Linked DNA regions of Mus musculus: regions 2 and 3 are each linked to region 1. A link is a contact called in public HiChIP or PLAC-seq and promoter capture Hi-C data. All regions are on one chromosome and are shown on one strand. The core of a region is the stretch at or near the end of the contact, and the rest is flanking DNA. Distances in the headings are between cores, read along the strand shown. Region 1 holds the start of 1700123M08Rik (RIKEN cDNA 1700123M08 gene). Region 2 holds the start of Pip4p2 (phosphatidylinositol-4,5-bisphosphate 4-phosphatase 2). Region 3 holds the start of Otud6b (OTU domain containing 6B).

Region 1 (2,613 bases), core at 81-2,580:
GCATCAGATATATTGGGACTGTCTCTAAGTAGAAATGGCTAATCTTGATTGTTGTTAGGAGAGGATAAATGTATCTCTTCTCCAAGAGGGGAAGGCAGGGGACTGATGGGGATCTTGGCTTGTTTGTTCTTGGTTGGGGAAAGGTACCTATATTTTCCCCCTCACCAATCATCTCTGCCCGTAAGCCTCTTCTGGGGATGAGCAAATTCTCCAGTTTAGAAATAGAGGCAGCTTGAAAGATTTGGGGAATTATGAATTGCAGGTTTGGTTATATAAGGTTTTTCCTTTATTACATAAAAATTTAAATACTTCAGGATTAATAAAATTTCACAGTAAACTTGGGAGTTCATCTATCTAGTCCAAATTACTTTGTAAACTTTATTAGTTAATAAGGTGTAGAATAAATCAACGTAAACTCATTAACACTGGGCAGAAGCATAGCTTCTCCCAAGAAAGTTTCATGTCATGAAGATGGCATCTATGTGGATGTAGGTAAGTGAAGAAGGCACTGTCCCATAAAGAGACAACCGCAGATGGCAGCAAGAACCCTTAGTGTGTTGTTTAGCACATCTTAAGCCTAACCTCACCCCACAGATAGGCAAACTGAGTCTCATGGGAGGAAGATGGATTTTTGTCACTGGGAATAACTTGAAAGGCTCTTCTGACTCCAAGTTCAGTGCTCTTCCCACTTTCACTGGCTGCATTTTAAAATTCATAACTCTGAATGAGTCAGGGACCAAGGAGGGAATGCTGATTTCAAAGTCCTTCCAAGAACAAGAGCACTCGTGTTATTCTTATCTACAAAGATAAGAATTCCTTCATCAAACTTCCTTTTGCTTTTGTTTACAGCTTCCTAGCCCGGAGACATAAAAATAATTGACTATCAATCCGACCTAATAACCCTAAAATCAGCAACTTGATCTTGAATGAATGAAGCGAGACACCGCCGAGACGCTCTGCCACGCCTCAATTGTGTTGTTCCCGCGGTCTACCTGGGGCAGCCCAGTGCAGAGGAGGCTTGGCTCTCAGGCCAGCCCAGAGCAGCACGCGGGGCCCAGCAGAAGTGCCAGGCATTCGCGAAAGCCCGCCCGCCAGGAAGCAACTGGCTACCAAAGCGCCACGCGCTCAGGGATGCTGGATCCCGCCCAGGCGCTTCCCCATCTGGGAGTCCAAACGCAACCCAACCAAGGCTGTCCACCTCGCGGCACGCGCAAACCCACCTTCACCAGCAACAGGGCGTGGTCACGGGGCGCGCGCACGCGTGGAACCAATAGGCTAGCCGCGCCAAATGGAAGGGATTGTCTGACCTCCGTGACGTCACAAAACTGGCGGGGAGCGCGCCCTCTTCCGCCCCCCGCCCCTCTGGCCCTCCGGGTCCCGCCCACCCGCCATTGCGCAGCCAATCAGAAGGCGAAGAGCTCAAGAGCGCCTGTGGGGGCGGGGCAGGGTGGAGGCCGGGCGAGGCAGGGGCGCGGAGTGGGCTGGCCTGGGCCGAGCTGCAGCGCGCCGGGGTGCTGCGTGGTGCTGAGTGAGGGAAGGACGCGCACGGAGGGGTGCGGCCGCCACCCGGGGCAGACCGCAGCGGGTGCTCGACTGTGCCCGGTTGGTATCCTCGTCCACCGCTGCCGAGTCGTGAGGGGGCGTCAGGGCGGTGAAGTGGAGGGCGCGCGTGGGGAGCGGCCGCGGGTGGAGGGCCGGGTGCGCGCGGAGCCTCGGTCGCGAGGAGCTGCCGCGGGTCCCGGGCGGCACCCGGCTGTCAGCGCGCGGGGCGCCCGCTGTGGCCCGGGCGTGTCTGCCTCGGCTCCCCGCTGACACGCTTGGCCCCGCGTGGCGGAGCCGGCTGCCCACGGCGGGCTGTGCCTGGAGCTCTGCGGAAGCGGGCGCGGCGTGGGGCCGGGCGGGCCTGAAGATGCTGAGTGCTTGTGGGCTCGGTGCGCTGGCTGCATGGAGCGGCGGCGGTGCGCCTGTCCGGGCTCCTGGAGTTGCCCGCCGGGGGCTGTGATGCCGCCTCGCCTGCCGGGTGGGTTTGTTTGGTTTCTTCTTCTCCCCTCCCCTTTCTCCCCCCTCCATTCTCTCCTCCCCTCCCAGCCCATTCACTGGGCTGCTGCGAGACCTCGCCCCTCCTCCGCTCCCGCCTCCCCGCCGCCGCCTCCTCTAATGAGCATCTCTGCTTTGCTTTCAATGGGCCGCTGCTGCTGTCGCTGCTGCTGTCCGCGCGGGTTGTGGATGTTGTCGGCTCCGTGTTGTGATGACAGGAGAATGTGTGTGTGTCCCGGGCCCAGACGAATTGGTAGGTATTCACATAACTACCTGTGTTGGGTACCCAGGGAAGGATGGTGACTGATTTTGTGTATGAATGGATGGCTCTAGGGGTCCTCATGGAATTAAAGGGTGAGATAAGGAAAAGGAGACAAAGGCGCTCTGGACCAGATTTTATTTTTATTTTTATTTTTTGATAGCTTAAGTGTGATATTCTGGGACACACGAAACTGACCAAACAAGTGCTGGTTTGGTTCTTTGTGTTTTAAGGATAATGGCTTTTCTTCATTCTTGTAGACACTGAACTTGAGCTGTGAAATGGCTAGGCGTTTCCAGAAAATGCTGAAAAATTAC
Region 2 (2,613 bases), core at 32-2,531, 2.9 Mb before region 1:
CAAGTTATAAAATGTTAAAAAGAAATGTTAAATGCCAGACAACTTCAACCTGTTGTAGTGTTTCCCGCCCCCCCCCGCGCCCCCCCCTGCCCCATTTCAGACATGAACTTAGAAGTTGTGTTACAAGACACGTGACCTGCTTATATTCCCAAAACACTATTAACTTTGGCCTCCTTGGGTTTTAAACTTCATTCACATCCAGCCAAAAGAGCAAGATGAAGTAAGGTACGCTTGCACGTGCCATATTTAATGATCTCTGTAAGGCTTGCCTTCCAGACTACCGTAGTAAACACTCCCAAAGACTTTGAACAAAGACAGTGCTTGAATAAATCGAATCCTTTGGTAAAGAGACTTCTCCTTCACCACACCATTTCTCCAAATCCCTTTTTAATTCTACACTGAAAAACAAAACTAAAAATATATACGGTATAAACTTGGGGAACTTTTTAGAAGTTAATTTCAACCTCACCCAGACATGCATTTAAAAAATTCCTCCTTCCTAACGGAAGGCTCTTCATTCACCACTGAAGCTATGAAACACACTCCTTACAGGCAGCAATGCCCGTAGCTTAGGAATTTCGGACATATTAGGGATAAACTCTGTTGCTTCTGGTTAGGCAGTTCCCTGCTTGCACTCCGGGGCCGAGTGTAAGGGACTAAGATGTTTCCTGCTGAAGTCCTCTCAAGGGCAGATGCCAGGGTGAGCAGTGCCCCGTGTTTTTCAGCAACCGAAAGCACTTGTGAATGACTGAAGGATCTGCACCACCGCCCAGCTGCACTTAGGGGCTGCTTTGGAAACAGCAGCTCGGAGCTTGGGAAAATTCATGTCCGATCCTGAAGCTGGGAAGGAAGTGTTCAAGCACACACTCCACACCACAAGCAGCAGCAGCGAAGCCCTGCAGACAGGCTTTCGGGTAGGCAGGCAGAGCCTGGGAAGGCATCCTTTTCCCCCAGCCCAAGGGAGAAGCTCTCCTCCGCCTCCGCGCTAGAGCTCCCCGGCATTCATCCTTCCATCCTTCCAGACGTTTCTGCGAGAAGCAGAAAGGTCTATGCCGGCCTTACCTCTGGGGCTGCTTTCCTGCAAGTACGGCGGGGCTGTGGGAGTGACATTTCCCGAATGGGATGCTGACAGCAGAGGCGAACGTTCGTCCACCCCGTCAGCAGCCATGACTGCAGCGACAGCGCGGCGGGCCGCGGGTTGAGCTGGGCTGCGGCTAGGGAGGAGGTGGTGGCCAGCAATGCCGCCGCGCCGCCGCTACGGCCTCCGGGAGGGCCCAGGATGTGTCACAAGGCAGGAGGCGGGGGAGGGGAGGGTGCGGGACCGCGAGGCCGGGGGAAGGGAAGCACGCCGGGAGGCATGCTGGGGGAGGGGACTGGAGAGGAAAGAAAGAGCCCGGGAGGAGGAGGAGGAGGAGGAGGAGAAGGAGGAGGGAGGGAAGAAGTGTGGAGGGAAAGCCAGCCAGTCTGAGAAAAGGGGAGACGGGAGGACTGATTAGGAAGTGGGGGAGGGGAAGAGATCAAGTAAGCAAGAGGAGGGGCAAAGGGAAAGAGAGGGTGAGGAATCTTTTAAACTAAGGGAACCGAGGATAAAGAGCAGCTTTGAGAGGCACTGAAAGGCCTGTACTGGATTACGGGCAAAACCAGAGCAATCAAGTTCAGCTCCTCCAGGAAGTAGGAGAGTCTAACTTGTCTGGTAAACTTTGCAGCTGGGTGAAGAAAACTTATTTCTTGGGTTATCATTTTCTTCGGAGAGGTTTCTTCTTTGTTATGAACCATAGCTGAGAATCTGTTGTCTGAGAAATGTTGGTGCCTGCGCATTAGGCTTTCCTCTTTTCCTTGATTTTTTTTTTTAGGAATAAGAGTGCTGACATTTGATTTTTGGCACTTTAAGCATAAGTGTTAACTTTTACAACTTCCGTTTTACAAAATAGACTGTCATTTTAGTTTTTGTAGAATAATGGGGCTTTTTTGTATAATGTAAAAATTAAACCTTTTTCCTACAAAAGATTTTTCTTTTTTTAAAAAAAGGTCATTGTACTGAAGAGCTAGCACACTGATTAAGGTGCTCACTGATCTTGCTTAGGTCACAAAAGCCAGTTCTCAGCACCCACATTTCGTGGCTCACAAACCACCTGTAACTCTAGTAAAAGGAATCCAATACCTTCATCAGGCCTACATCAACACACACACTCACACACACAGTTTTTTTAATAAATGTTTTTAAATACTCAACAGACTTATTGTCTTATTTTCTATTTACATTTTTGTTACCCTTTTTTGATGTTTTGTCATTTGATTCCAATGCGATTTACATTTTTTAAAAAAACAACAGAAACAAACCAAAGTTTAGAACACATCCAAATAAAAATGCAATCAGAATAATAGCTTTCCTGCTGAGGTTCTTCTGAGTGACTTCGGAAGAATTATTTACTCACCTTCCAGGTGTCCCCAAGTATCTAGGGTGTGGTCTCCATGCTCAAGGTGGCTGAAAAGTCCCACAGTGAAATAGCTGTACCGGAGATTGGGAGTTGCCCCTTACATTTCAGTCCGTATAAACAGCAGACATTCGAAACTACTCAAATCACATTTAGGATCCTCAAGTTGCTCTCTGAA
Region 3 (2,613 bases), core at 66-2,565, 2.9 Mb before region 1:
AAATTCCCTTGCTATATAGAGACTTTCCATAGGTTCTGTGACTCTAGAGAACCCTGACTAATACAACCCCTTACAGGTTTATACAGTTGTAGGTGCAGTTCATTATTCATCTCTGGAAATAAGTTTTCAATTATTTCCAGAAATATTATTTCAACTTCATTTGTTTTGTTCTGTCTCAGGCATTTATATATAAAAAAGAATATGTTTGTCTATCTATTTTTTTTAAGATCTATTTATTTATTATATGAAAGTACATTGTAGCTGTCTTCAGACACTCCAGAAGAGGGCATCATATTTCGCTATGGATGGTTGTGAGCCACCATGTGGTTGCTAGGATTTGAACTCGGGACCTTCAGAAGAGCAGTTGGCGCTCTTATCCACTGAGCCATCTCGCCAGCCCCTGTCTATCGACTTTTGAGACAGGGTCTCACCTATGTAACTCTCTGGACATCCTGGAACTCCCTATGTAGACAGGCTGGCCTCAAACTCACAGAGATCTGCCTGCCTGCCTCCTAAGTGCTGGGATTAAAGGCCTACACAACCACAATCAGCCCTAAATAGAGATTTTTTTTTTTTTTTAAATTTTACTGGACCAACACTCTGAGTCTTCCACTCCTGCCACCATTCCGTGAGCATTCTTGTTTGCCTTTGCTAATTTGTTTTTGTGGCACACGAGTTACATTTGTTAAATCTTGCCTCAAATCTTCAAAACACCCTGACATCACTGTTAATCGTTTTACAACTGAATTTAGCAAATGGACTTTACTAAGCTTAGTCCTTTTTTATCTCTTTCATCACTTATTTCAAGAGTAGGCATTCCTTACTTAGCGTTTCCCCTTTTACCACATTGTAAAAAAACAAAAAACAAACCATTCCCTAGTGTATGACTAATATAACGTAAAGATCCTCATTGAAAACAAACCACGCTTTTATTAAAATTAAAAAAAAAATCTTTTCAACATGTTTTGGCAAAGAGGACAACTACGGAGCGTTCTAAAGCACAAATTGAAAGCTGTGCGAAAGAACGTCCGTGATGTCATCTCCGTGCGCCCCGTCAGGGCCAATCGCCTGGCGCGTAGCTTTGTGCTGCGGTTGCTCCAGCGCCGGGCGCGTCCTTAATCGCACAATCCCAGCTTCCGGCGCGCCGCCCAGAGCGGTCCGAGCGCGCAGGCGCCCTAGCCCATGTCGGCGTCTCCCGGTTTCAGTGGTTAGACCTGGATCCGGAGCCGCCTTGAGGCGGGGCTGGGCCTTCCCGGCGGCCAATGGCGCCCCGGGTGAGGGTTGAGGAGTGGGAGGTGCTGGCCCTCCTGAGGTGCGGATCTCCTTCAGCGCGGGTGCCGGGCCGCCTGGTCGTCATGGAGGAGGTCGTGGCTGAAGAGCTCGATGATGAGGAGCAGCTGGTGAGAAGGCATCGGAAGGAGAAGAAGGAGCTGCAAGGTGACGGGAAAGGGGCTGGGAATGTAAGAGGCGTCCACACCCAAGGCTGGGAGCGTGGAGTGTGTCCTCTGGTACCTGGACGGGCACACGTCCTGGATCCGTCTAGGCTTTCCCTCAGATAACTTTTGATCAGTCTTCTCCAGCTTTCCCCATTCCCTCGACCCCCTTATTTGCAGTCCCCGGAGATGTCCCCGTGTGCGACCTGCCGTGGACCCCTAGCGGGTCCGGTGCACGTGCTGCTGCTGAGTGATGTGCCTGGAGACCAAAGTCTTGGACCTCCTCTTCCTCCCTTCCCATTCCTGCCCCCGATCCCGACGCCTGGCCTTAGTGGTGTGGTCTGAATTGCTTCTCCTTGGCTTGTCGGTCACAGAGAAAGATATTTAAAAGGCAGAAGTTTTACCTTAGTATAGTTTTTTAACCTTGGTTTTGCCCTGTCAAACCAAACAAATTCGAGATTGTGTTTACGTTGGGTCGCAAGCCTCATCCGGACCTTTCTCCGTAGCTGATTGTTGTGTCATGATTAATTGCTTCTATAATTACTTTACATTCTATAATTGTACCTCTTCCCACCCTCTTAACTGCTTTTCGCTTTTTGGTCCGGGGGCTCTGACACGGCTGTTTTGATGACTTTTTTTAGCCAAAATTCAGGGAATGAAGAACGCTGTTCCCAAAAACGACAAAAAGAGGAGGAAGCAGCTCACGGAAGATGTTGCTAAATTGGAAAGAGAAATGGAGCAAAAACACAGGGAAGAACTGGAGCAATTGAAGCAATTGACTTTCAAGGACAGTAAGGTATGGGGAGCGAAGCTTGTCTCTGAGCCCGAGCAAACAGCTGTCTGAGTGTGTTGAACTGCTTATTGAATACGGTCTCAAAATTCTGAAATCGAGTCATACAGTCACACATCACATTTCCTCGACATTAGTTTTTTTAGACAGAGTGCCTTGTAGTCTAGGCTGTCACCCATGTGGATTTGGAGCAGAGGCTAAACCTTGAACTTTAACTTCAGATCCTACTGGTGTGACTTCACAAGTGCTGGGATTACAGGCATGCACCACCACACCTAGCTGTACATTTCTTTAGTATTTTTGTGACCAGGTTTATGGGCAGATTTTCTTTTTTTAAATGGAAGAACAGCAAAAAAGTGCCTACTTCCTTAACCTAATAACCATGTAAAG

Evidence for each region. Promoter capture Hi-C pulls out the DNA fragments that hold promoters and counts their contacts. HiChIP or PLAC-seq counts read pairs in DNA pulled down with a chosen protein or histone mark.
Region 2: a contact with region 1 is called in an H3K27ac HiChIP or PLAC-seq map of embryonic stem cells, with 7 times the contacts expected there. The contact joins the promoter of Pip4p2 here to the promoter of 1700123M08Rik in region 1. A contact is called at or near these places in 8 of 39 promoter capture datasets (the 3T3-L1 cell line, cranial neural crest, embryonic stem cells and 4 more), 1 of 484 Hi-C or Micro-C datasets (B cells), 6 of 115 datasets of contacts at active chromatin or transcription factors (astrocytes, embryonic forebrain, embryonic stem cells and 3 more) and 1 of 9 other capture datasets (adipose tissue).
Region 3: a contact with region 1 is called in a promoter capture Hi-C map of pre-B cells. The contact joins the promoter of Otud6b here to the promoter of 1700123M08Rik in region 1. A contact is called at or near these places in 9 of 39 promoter capture datasets (3T3-L1-derived adipocytes, cranial neural crest, hematopoietic stem and progenitor cells and 5 more), 3 of 484 Hi-C or Micro-C datasets (B cells, CD4 T cells and CD8 T cells), 2 of 115 datasets of contacts at active chromatin or transcription factors (astrocytes and large pre-B cells) and 2 of 9 other capture datasets (adipose tissue and liver).

What each region holds. Positions count from the first base shown.
Region 1 is chr4:11,965,291-11,967,903 of GRCm38.p6, reverse strand. 1700123M08Rik (RIKEN cDNA 1700123M08 gene) reads right to left here and starts at 1,330. Exons shown (of 5, transcript NR_040577.1): 1 at 1,221-1,330. It overlaps Pdp1 (pyruvate dehyrogenase phosphatase catalytic subunit 1), which reads left to right and starts at 1,454. Exons shown (of 3, transcript NM_001098230.1): 1 at 1,454-1,602; 2 at 2,256-2,290. The coding sequence starts at 2,260.
Region 2 is chr4:14,862,887-14,865,499 of GRCm38.p6, reverse strand. Pip4p2 (phosphatidylinositol-4,5-bisphosphate 4-phosphatase 2) reads right to left here and starts at 1,281. Exons shown (of 7, transcript NM_028264.4): 1 at 1,063-1,281. The coding sequence starts at 1,168.
Region 3 is chr4:14,825,115-14,827,727 of GRCm38.p6, reverse strand. Otud6b (OTU domain containing 6B) reads left to right here and starts at 1,315. Exons shown (of 7, transcript NM_152812.4): 1 at 1,315-1,437; 2 at 2,075-2,229. The coding sequence starts at 1,356.